3 separate regions of the Zea mays genome follow, and regions 2 and 3 are each linked to region 1. The links are chromatin contacts, called in public Hi-C maps. All regions are on one chromosome and are shown on one strand. The core of a region is the stretch at or near the end of the contact, and the rest is flanking DNA. Distances in the headings are between cores, read along the strand shown. Region 1 holds the start of LOC100382817. Region 2 holds the start of LOC100216804 (RNA-binding protein-like protein). Region 3 holds the start of LOC109939959 (protein ROS1A).

Region 1 (3,516 bases), core at 289-2,788:
GGCATTTTTCTTCTATGCTGACACTTTTTATTAACGATAATGTGGTCATATTTCTTGCATTTTGCACTTTGACAAACGAAAACATAAAAAGGGATAGAATGATTACCAATTAGATCAAACATAGCATTAATGAATATATCCACAAATTGTTCAAACATTTGTCTTGTTGTATCCCATTCGGGTCCATTGCCAATATCAAAACCTTCAAAACTTTCATTGTCGCTCCCATTCCAATTTGCCAAAACAGCACAAACCCGCATTGTTTCATCAGTAAGGCCCAAAACCTTAGCCCGCAATTTCTTTACATGAGTTAGAGGGCGTGATACCGCAACCGTTGTAGTCCAGTTGTAAGGCAAAAGTGCTAGCTGACCACTTTCCTTGTTTCCTACCATCATTTTCCTTTTTTTCCCTCTCTTGCTCCTCTTATGTGTAGTCAGTTCACTGATTAAACCATAACTCTTGCCAATGCACTTCAAATTAATCATCAGCTCGGCTCTGCTGAAACATGTTTTACTTTCTGATGAATGTAAATCCAAATCTAACTTGCGTCTTGCACTATTAGACCTGTGGGCACCAATATGTTGAATATCATCCTCTGTCATTTTCTTCTTTTTTACTGTACTAGGCGTGGTCACCTTGAGCTTCATCACTTTATCTTTGGCCACTTTGAGACGTTGAACCCCCTTGGTCGACTTCTTCCCCCTCCTCCGAGGTGTGGGCTCCATGTTCTCCGGAGTAGAAGTAGGGGCAGGAGAAGCAGCACCTGCATCTCTGGCACTATCAACACCTTCCTTGTGCTGCTGCTCTTGCTGTGCAACCTTGCCAGAGGACTCGCCCACCAGTGCAGGCAAGGTGCTGGACTCCTGAGTGCCCACGGGATCACAGTCCACTTGGACCAAATTATCCAGTGCGGCGGACTGAGAATGTTCATGGGCATGCAACGGCACCGAGGCAAGGCCATCGCCGTCCACCTTTCCGGGGCCAGCAGCCGTGCTGGTGTACAGAGCAGTGCAGCAATAGCCAACTGCGGTGGTTGTCCCGGACGGTCGAGCTAGCTTGCGGACAATGTCGGGTGTCGCCGGCGATATCCCCAACTGAGGCTCTGATCCAGACAAGGAAAAGAAATCATTATGGATGCACCAGATTTAAGGAGGCTCCCCGCTACCACGGACACCGCACATTAACTGGCAAATACTCAAATTGTAAGATTTTTTTTAGATAGATTGCTTTGACTATGAATGCATATCTATAAGACTTTTGTAGATGCATTGCAGTACAATAATGCCAAAACGAGAAATCCAGGTGAGCCTACAAGTGCATAAGCATAGAAACCAACGCATGCGAAGGAAGAACGAGCAACGAGCCTATCGGCTATGCCCACCGCGGTGGCCCGGACTCACCAAGATCTGCCGCCGCCGCCATGGCAGCAGGGCCCGTGGTCGGAGCGAACTCCGCTGTTGAGTCCTGAAGAGGAAGGATTTGGAGTCCACGCCACGACCTCGCTCTGGATTGTGTGTTGCGGTTTGCGGCAGATATGGTTAGAGTAAAGAAGGGGTCTGTTTTGCTCCGTCCTTTCTCTTCTGCCATTATAAAGGATTACTTTTCTACAGGAAACCGTTTCGTGCGTCGTTAACGTCCTCCCCGTCCGCGCCTTCTCTCACGGTCTCACTGGATCCGCTCCTCGCGCCGCCCTCCCCCCGCGCCTGCCAGGCCCGGCGCTGCCGCCCCCCGCATCGCGTGAACCGGCCGCATGCCCGCATCCCAAGCGCCAAATGCACCGAACGTCCGAACCCGCGTGGAGAGCGCCCGCTCGCAGCTCTGGATAATGATGCTCCCCTGTCTCGCGCCGCCAATAACATACCAGTCTTTCGCGATCTGCTGTAACATCGGCGGACGTTGGACGAAAATTTACGAAAATCACATAAATGTCATGGCTTCCTGATTTAATCAATCATCGAAGATAGATTATATTGTTGCGACAAGCTAGATCTAACTTATGGAGTGGATCAGTGTCATGGTAAAAACAGGGCAAGAGACGGAGGCGTCAAGAAGACGTAGAGTCAGACGACGTTGCATCAGAAATGGATCGGTGGCAAAAACGGGGCTGCGAGCAAACTCGTTTATATGGTATCCAAAATATTAGGGTCAGACTGATCCGGAAGGATTCGATGAGGAGGATCATGACAGGGTTGTTTTAGGCCATGTTCTACACCTTTAGAGCTAATTGTTAACTGGTTCTAGCTGGGTTGGGCATCTAAACCTCTTGGCTAATGTTAGCCACTAGCTATTAGTTTTATAGGTTTGGAACCGGACTTTATACTAAACGAAACTTTAATTTTTTCTACACTTAACACTAAATAACCATTAGGCATAAAAGGGTGTATAAAATTAAGCAGGGTATGACCCACTTTACCTTTTTGGATCCGCCTCTACCTATACTTGCAGGCGCGGGACCTGCTCCACCGCCGCCATGGCGAGGTGTAGACGCCATGGGCCGGTCGCCTCCTGCATGACAGGCTCCTCGCGCTACGCCAGCTCCACCACCCATAGGCGTGGGACCCGCTCCGCCATCGTCATGGGCCAGTCATCTCTTGCATGACCTCTTCCTTCTCGTCGGCGCGCAGGGTGCGTCCGCGAGGCGATCCTGCTGGCGCAGGACTTGCTCTGCCGCCGCTATGGCGAGGTACTAGCGCCGTGGGCCGGTCGCCTCCTGCACGACCTCCTCCTCACGTTGTGCCAGCTCCACCACTCGCAGGAGCAGGACCCGCTCCGCCACCGCGCCGTGCTGACTTAAACCATCGATCTACAACCCCCGCCCCTGCGCTGACCACTGACGCGTCCTAACGTGTCGTCGATCCCTAGGTGACGTTCGATTGCTCTGTCGTGGACTGTGTACTATGGTGACTGAGCAACCTCTGTCGTGGGTAATCTGAATTCATCAAATTTTGATCTTATGTTGGTTTGAAGTTCCTCCTCTACATCTTCCGCAGAACTATTTTGATTTACTTTTTTCAATGAAAGGAAATAAAAGACAGCAACGAACCATGAACACAAAGAAATAGAGAGAGAGAATGTGTTTCTTTTCGGGCAATATTACCAACTCACCAAGTAGCCTTTGAAGGCCTTGTGGACAACGACGGCGGCCTCCACCTCGTGCTCCTGGCCGCAGTTGCACGGGTGCACCTATGACAGCTCCCAAACGACCACGAAGAAGGGGTAACACGCGCAGGTGGCTGGATCTAGATCGAGGTGAGAAGGGTTATACAGTTGCCAGCAACCTCCCGCCGCTTCTACCGCATGCCGTGCATGCTGGGGGAGGTTGTGTGCGGCTCCCGATTGAGGATGACTGGGGGTTTCGGGTCAGGCGTAGGGCGGATGCTGGCGCGGTCGCAGCGAGGCACGGAGTTAGAGGTCACGACATGCACGACGGTTGTTGGTGCGGTTGTGGCTTTCGCGGAGGGAGAGGCCATGGCATGCGCGGGTGCGGGGGCAGTCGTGGCATGTAGCAGAGGGGGA
Region 2 (3,516 bases), core at 607-3,106, 420 kb before region 1:
TTCTCGGGGTTAGAACTGAAAGGCGGTACATCTGTGACAGGAGTAGCAGGAGGAGGAGACTGCTTCTCTAGTTTGGGTGGTGAAGGCCTAGTAGGAGGCGCAGGAGCAGGCAATGGAACTTCTTTCATGATTTTGACCTACAACAATGAGAAATTGTAATACTTTGTTAATAAATAATGCAGAAAAAGTGGAAAAAAACCTTAATGTTCCACAGTTGTAGAAATAAATCGCCTTCTACCAAACAGGCAACAGGCTATTCAGTTAGTTCAAAGCAAAGAAATACCATATCCACAAGCATAACAATTTTTGCACTACAGTTCCTTGCCATCCTCTTTGAAATTACATGTTAGTAAAGGCATACATCACGCTCATGAACATCACATCAATTCTCTCCCAGAGTGATCAGAGTCCAGGATAATGCTTCCAGATTAGCGGAGTTCATATGTACCAACAGATTTTGGAATTAACCAGCATTTATCTTTGAACCGTGGACATGCAAAGAAAATTTGCAGGTCGTATAGGATAAAGTTATAAACAAGATGACTAAAATTGTATCATCCATGAACAGGCTAAATGCATAAGCAGCAAATGAGTGCAAAACATGAAGAATTTGCTCTAAACCTACAATTGAGGCGTATGACTTCTTTGGTGCCTCCTCCTGCAACACTGAGGCAACTGTAGTTGCCACCACAGGTGCCACATTGTTTGGAACTTCATTTATCACTTCAGCAACAGGCTGTTCCTCATCCACTACTTCCTCTTGCGGCGGATTGTAAACCTCAGCCTCGTCCTCTTCAGGTTGAGGCAGTGATCGGTCCACAACATGATGTTCCTGCTGTGGCACGGCACCTAAAACAGTGAAAGAATAGTGTTGTTACCATCCGTCTCATGAAAAACACGACTGAACTGAAGGCTCTGCTTTCACACCATGATCATCAGGAGTGGCAGGCTCCACAGCAGGAGTAGCTGTGCCGTTGGCAAGTGGAGCAGCCACAGGCGGGACTACAGCAACCGCCTCTGGCTGCGCCTCAACGGCGGTAGAGGCAGGGATGTCCCCGACGAAGCGGAAGATGTCGTTGAGCACGAAGTAGCCCATCTCCTGCGGCGCGAGGAAGAAGGATTGCGAGAACTCGCGGCGCACTCCATCACGGCCGGTGAGGTGACCTGTGACGAGCACAGCGACGCCGCCGCCTAAAGACTCCTGCGAGTCCACCGTCCTGATCTCCGCTTTGGACACGTCCATCTCCATTATCTTCTCGCTGATCGCCTGCGTAGGCGCAGCAGGCCCCAAAACTTCTCAGCATCGCGATCGAAATAAAACTAAAGCGCAAGATCTGGGTGCGCGGGAGCGGTGGCTCACCTCCATGGTGGTGACCGAGTCCATGCCGGCGGCTCCGGCGGCGGATGCGGGGCGAGCGAGGCGGCTGGCCTCCTGGTAGAAGCGGTACACCAGATCCGGCGACTGGTGCAGCACGAGGTAGTACTGCTGCACGAACGCGTTGCCCACCTGCGCTCGCACAGAGACACTAGATCAGCTTCCGGAACACGGCAAGAATCCCGCTGAAATCTCGGCCAGAGAACGGCGATGCTGCTTACCATTTGCGCAGACGGCGGCGCCTCGGAGGCGGGGGCGACAGGCTGCGGCGCGGCCATGGAGACGCTGGATCGGGGGACGTGGGGAGACCTCTGGTTTTGAGGAGAAGCGGCGGCGGGTGCGGCGCGCGGCTCCCGTGCGGCGGCGTGTGGCGCGCTTGAGGTCTGGTGGCGAAGGAGATGGAGGCGGAGGCGAGTGCGCAGGTAGGGCAGCTGGGGCTTATGCGTACGGCGGATCTGGAGCCGTGATCTGATGGTCTCTCGTCTGGGAACCTGAGGTCTTTTCTGTTTATTCCGTGGATGGGAGGAAATTTAGTCAGATTTAAATAGTTGACATGCTTCAATTTTATCTAATCTACATAGATTAACACGATTCAATCTTATCTAATCTACATGGATTAACACGATTCAATCTTATCTAATCCATATAGATTAACATCAAAACTAACAAGTCCAGGTGTGAAAGAAACTTAAATACCACGCTAGCAGTAGCTGGACGCCTAATTCACCCAAAAAAAGGTCACCAACGATGTACACGGCGAGCGTTAACAACGAAGATTTACATGATAAGAGCATCTCCAACAATGCCTCAAACTAGTGCTTTAAATTGAAATATGGGACTCTACACAGGAAAAACTACTCCAACAATGTCCTATTTCATAATTTTTTGTCAAAAAACTATAGGGCACCCTCTCAAGTGACTCAAATATACTACACCGTAGTGGGCTGCCCTATAATCTAGATTTAGAGCTTTACTGTTGGAGCGAGGTGTTTTGTTGGTGCCCTAAATTCTATAAAATATACTTATTTTCAAATTATAGGACATTTTTATAGGTCACGCTGTTGAAGATGCTCTAATAAAATGTTGTTGAGCAATATGCGTTGTTGGCATGTTTAGATCGACCTAGTAGCCAAAAACAATATTAGTGGATTTAAACAAATCTGTAAATAGACTAATTATTAGCTAAACCAGAGGTAGCTAACTTATTAGCAACATATGAGGAGATCTATGAAGCTAATAATTTGTGGCTAAATAATTAGCTCCTTTAGAGTAAATGAGTTCAACTAATTGCTAGCCAATACCTAACTAATAACTATCTTACTAGTTTGGTCATACTAATATTAGCTATGATCTATTAGCAAGCGCACAATTAGTCGTTAAAGATCCAAACAAAGATTTAGTAGATAGATCCAAATAGTCCCTACTAATAATCTCTATTATTCCTTAAGAGGCTATTGTAGACGTCCGCACCACTACGTGGTGCACGGTTCTGCCGCGAGTCTGCGCCCTTCCGCCTCGCTCCGATGGAAGGTCGTGCGTTGCGCCGCCTCCCCCGCCCCTTCCATACTCCTCCCGCACCCCTTCCATCCCCACCGTGCTCCAGGCCCCGGCCTCCACCATCCCCGCCCCATGAGTTGTCCCCGGCCTCAGAAATCTCGCCGCCGCGCCCCCGGAATTCTCGCCGCCCCGCCCCAAAACCTCCCCTACCTCCCACCCAGAGAAGATCTCATCCACTACCGCCTGGTCGCCGTCCTCCCTTCCACCGCGCCCCCTCCTGTTCCACCCGCTTCGCTTGCTCACCGCAGGTGAGCAGCTCGTCGCTCGGTCGCTTCCATTTGGGCGGCCTTGTCCCGTGCTTAGATCCGGGCGCGGGTGTAGGATCTAGGACACCGGCTAGAGGGGGGGTGAATAGGCGGTTTTGACTAAAATCAAAAACACTAGGTAAATTTAATCAATATAACAAGAGGAATAAATTCTCTAGAGACAATAAGTAAACAATGTATGAGAAACAACTACAGTGATTGAATACTTGAGGAACAATATGCAAAACACTAATTACTTGCAAGGCAATAAGTAATGCAAGAAGGTAGAGACACCGAAATTTATCCCGTGGTATCGGTGATTTGCCGATCACCCCTAAT
Region 3 (3,516 bases), core at 477-2,976, 310 kb after region 1:
CAGGATTGATCTAAGAGGGGGGCTAGCCAGCTAAGACTATAATTTTTTTAAACCAAACAAAAAATATAATTGATGTTTAATATGACACAAGAAACAAGATATAATTTAAACATCTTTTTTCTGGTTTTTGATGAGAAAATTTTCCATCTTATTTCTATAAACATGGGACTACTGCTAAATAAATAATCAAATCAAAACTTTAAATCAAAACAATTAAGCAAATAAATAATCAAATCAAAGCAATTCACCTTCGGACTTCGGTCTTCGCCTCTTAAGAGATCTGCCCCTGCCGCAGTAACAGACTTCAAATCAAAGCACGATAAGGCGTCCATCTACCTCCGGCAGCAACAGACTTGACCAGGCGATTGGATTCGGGGCACCGAGCGATGGGATGTCGGCCGCTCCTCTAGCTCCAATAATGTGAAGGAGGCCAGGAGCCCAGGAGGGAGCGCACGGCTGGAACATCAAATCAAACTCGGGCAGAAGGGCTCACCGCTCACGCACGGCTGCTCGCCTGCTCGGGCTGTCGGACACTCGGCGGCTGTCCGGCTCGGTCTCGGCGGGCGGCGGCTCCAGGCGACTAGGCGAGGTGCGGCAGTGGGCCAGCGGGCAGTGGGCGTGCGGCGGCCGGCGGCGGTGCTCCGGGCGTCGGGTCGGGGCGTGGACGCGTGGAGCCGTCAGCCGTGGGCGCCTGGGCGGTGGCGCAGACGCGCACGCACGGTGCCGGCATGCAGCGTGCCGCGGTGGGCAGTGGCCGGTAGACGGTGGCCGTGTGCGCCCGTGCGTGCCTGCTGCTACGGCTCTGGCTCTCCTCGACGCGGCGGCGGCTGGACGGCTGGTTAGGGTAGCGAAGATGTGGGGCTGATGGCTGAGGAAGCTGCTGCGCTGGGCTGGCGGCTGAAAAGCTGGGTCTCTCGTTATTGGGCCGCGACCGGGGCTGCAGCCCAGGCAGCCCCGGTCGTAAATCCGCCCCTGCATCGACCTGTGCAGCTGCTGGCCGCAGTGTTTGTCAATATAGATTGGATTTAAGTATCGAGACATTCACCACAGAATGGAAGCGTAGGGACAAACATGGGTCCTACGAGTTTATAAAAGCGGGAGATTCGTATCGACCTGTGCAGCTGCTGGCCGCAGTACCGTAAAACCCCCGCGGACCCTACCGAACCCCTGCCCAAGATTCGCTGCCGCCCACCGAATTCGGGTCCAACAATCGACCCTGCCCTGCCAGCCGTCCGATCCGCGAGGCGCGCCATCACTTCATGCCACCCGCGAGGCGGGCGCAGAAGCGGAAGGCCTTCAACGGCCGCGGCCCGCGGGGACGAATCGGCCAGGCGAATAGGCACGCGCGAGGCGACAGGTGGTGGCGTACTGCGTGCCCGCCACCGCCAGTCCCGAGCTTCGGCCCGCCAGTGGCCCCAACCTCGGTGCGAGCTGAAAAACACGTGCCGGGCTTGCCGGCTGGCCGTGGCCTCGCCCTGGCGGTGAAATGCATCGAACGCGCAACGCGCGCCAGGGAGATCCCTACGACTGCACGAGTGGAGGGTCCACCAGGCAGTGAGAGGTTCATTCCTGTACAGCTCGTACCGCTACTAGTACCCACTCTCTCTGTGCCCCCTCTCCTTTCTCTCTCTAGATAGACTGTGGTTCCTCTCACCCAGAGTCGCAGCGACCCAACCACCTCCCCCCCCCGTCCCTCTCTCTCTCCCTTCTGCTGGTCTAGTTTTGGTTTCCCTCTCGCTTTCCTTCGCTCCTAGGCGCGGCTCCGGCGGGCGGAAGAGGAGGGAGAGGCAGGCGGCGGCCCCCGGCAGTTCCTCCGTCCGCGGAGCCCAGAGGGAGGAGGGGGAGGCCTGGTCTGGGGCTGTCCGCTGAATCTGCTTCTCCGAAGATCGGGTGGACCACGGGACTCGGCGGGCGCGCCCGATCTGCTCCGCCGTCGAGGTGAGCTTCTGGAGGGTATGTGGTTGGTCTGCGTTCGCCTTCCGCTCTCCTGCGTGCCGAAATGTGGGTCGTGTTGCGGGGAGCCTCGCGGGTAATTTCGCCTGTGGAGGAGAGAGGAGCTCACTCTGTTTTCCTTTTTTTCCCTCTCTGGGTCGCTGAACAGGTTTTGGTTCGTTCGGGAGGTGTTCTGGGTGGGCGAATCGCGTTTTTGTCCGCCTCAATTTCTATTTTGGGTTCGGCTTCCCAAAGTTCCGCAGTAGGAATGGTTTAGAGGCGAGATAACAGAGGAGGCAACGGGTTTAGAGATGGGGCGAAGGCTCTTGGATTTCCTATAGAATGCTGCTCCGCCGTGCTGCTGCCTAGACATTTTTCTGATGAATTACTCTTCTAATAATTGCGTGAAAGAGTGTCCCAATGTCAATATAGTTTCGATTTGGAGTATCGAGGCATTCTTAGTCGTTGCCTCATTGGAGAATCAAAATCTGCGGGCCACTTCTAAAAAAAGAGAGAATTGTGGGCCAAGGTGCACATGTCCGGAAAAACTGTGGGAGCTAGATTGAGTTCCTTAGTTTGCATTGGTGATAAAATGCTGAGTTTGCTGCTATTGCTTATGTGTCATTGTACTATACTATGATATGCATGTTGTTTGACATCATTTGTGGTCTCCTTCTCATAGTCGGGAGTTATAAAAATAGAAAATGTTGGCGCTGATTTGGTCACCAAACACTATAATGAACCGTCTGGCAGTACTTGACACCTTTAGATGATGTAGGGTTGAATAAAGTTGAAGATCTTTAGAGCACTGAGTCACCACCACTTATTTGGGACGAAACAACAATGAACCCTAGGACCTTCTCGTGATGAGCAATACCTTGAGTTCGGCCCCGCGAGGTGAACGGTGGCGGCGGTCCATGACTAGTCGCCGGGTCGCCTGGCGGTGCTCGCTGTGGCGACGCGGACGGTCCGTGGCTCTGGGTCGGGCGGTCCGCGACCTGGCGACAGAAGTGGCTTATTCAATGCGCACTGTCCGGACGGTCCGTGATGGCGCAGGGTCATCTTCTTCTCCTCGTAGAACCTAGATCCCGCCCCCTGGAGGAGAGACCTTAGGGTGCTCTGGGTCAGTAGGTCACCCGGGCGTCCCCAGACGACGTAAAGTCGTCTTGGAATTAAGAGATCAATTTGAGGAAGAGGTCTTGAGTGAAGTAGATGAAGTAGATGTTGCCCCTCAGGAGGGGTAAGATCCTAGGGTCATCTTGGGGTCGGCAGGCCACCCCAGGACGGATCTAGACAACGTAGAGTCGAATAGGTTGGAGGTGGATATGCGGAAGTCTACAACTAAAGCTACGTTACATCTACTCCTAGGGCAGGAAAGGTAAATAAAGTAGATAGGTTCGATTGGAATGTGTTCGGGGGTTCTCAATCGGTCCTACCCCTTCATATATATAGGGGGATGTCTGGACCCGTTCCTAGGTGATAGCCAACAAATCCCACGTGATTAGATAGATAACCATGCACGAGATAAGTATAATCACCTGAGTCAATTTGATCGCGGGGGCGCGGACCGTCCGTCACTTTTGG

What was found. A called contact is a pair of places that touch in the nucleus more often than the background predicts.
Region 2: a contact with region 1 is called in a Hi-C map of leaf, with 6 times the contacts expected there. The contact joins the promoter of LOC100216804 here to the promoter of LOC100382817 in region 1. A contact is called at or near these places in 3 of 25 Hi-C or Micro-C datasets (ear, leaf and tassel) and 1 of 3 datasets of contacts at active chromatin or transcription factors (leaf).
Region 3: a Hi-C map of leaf shows a contact between it and region 1, with 2.3 times the contacts expected there. The contact joins the promoter of LOC109939959 here to the promoter of LOC100382817 in region 1. A contact is called at or near these places in 2 of 25 Hi-C or Micro-C datasets (leaf and tassel).

What each region holds. Positions count from the first base shown.
Region 1 is chr5:165,470,756-165,474,271 of Zm-B73-REFERENCE-NAM-5.0, reverse strand. It overlaps LOC100382817, which reads right to left and starts at 1,538. Exons shown (of 17, transcript NM_001361683.1): 1 at 1,401-1,538; 2 at 107-1,102. The coding sequence starts at 1,422.
Region 2 is chr5:165,895,008-165,898,523 of Zm-B73-REFERENCE-NAM-5.0, reverse strand. LOC100216804 (RNA-binding protein-like protein) reads right to left here and starts at 1,856. Exons shown (of 9, transcript NM_001143203.2): 1 at 1,597-1,856; 2 at 1,361-1,507; 3 at 928-1,267; 4 at 626-849; 5 at 1-137. The coding sequence starts at 1,653.
Region 3 is chr5:165,164,636-165,168,151 of Zm-B73-REFERENCE-NAM-5.0, reverse strand. LOC109939959 (protein ROS1A) reads left to right here and starts at 1,726. Exons shown (of 18, transcript XM_020538530.3): 1 at 1,726-1,938.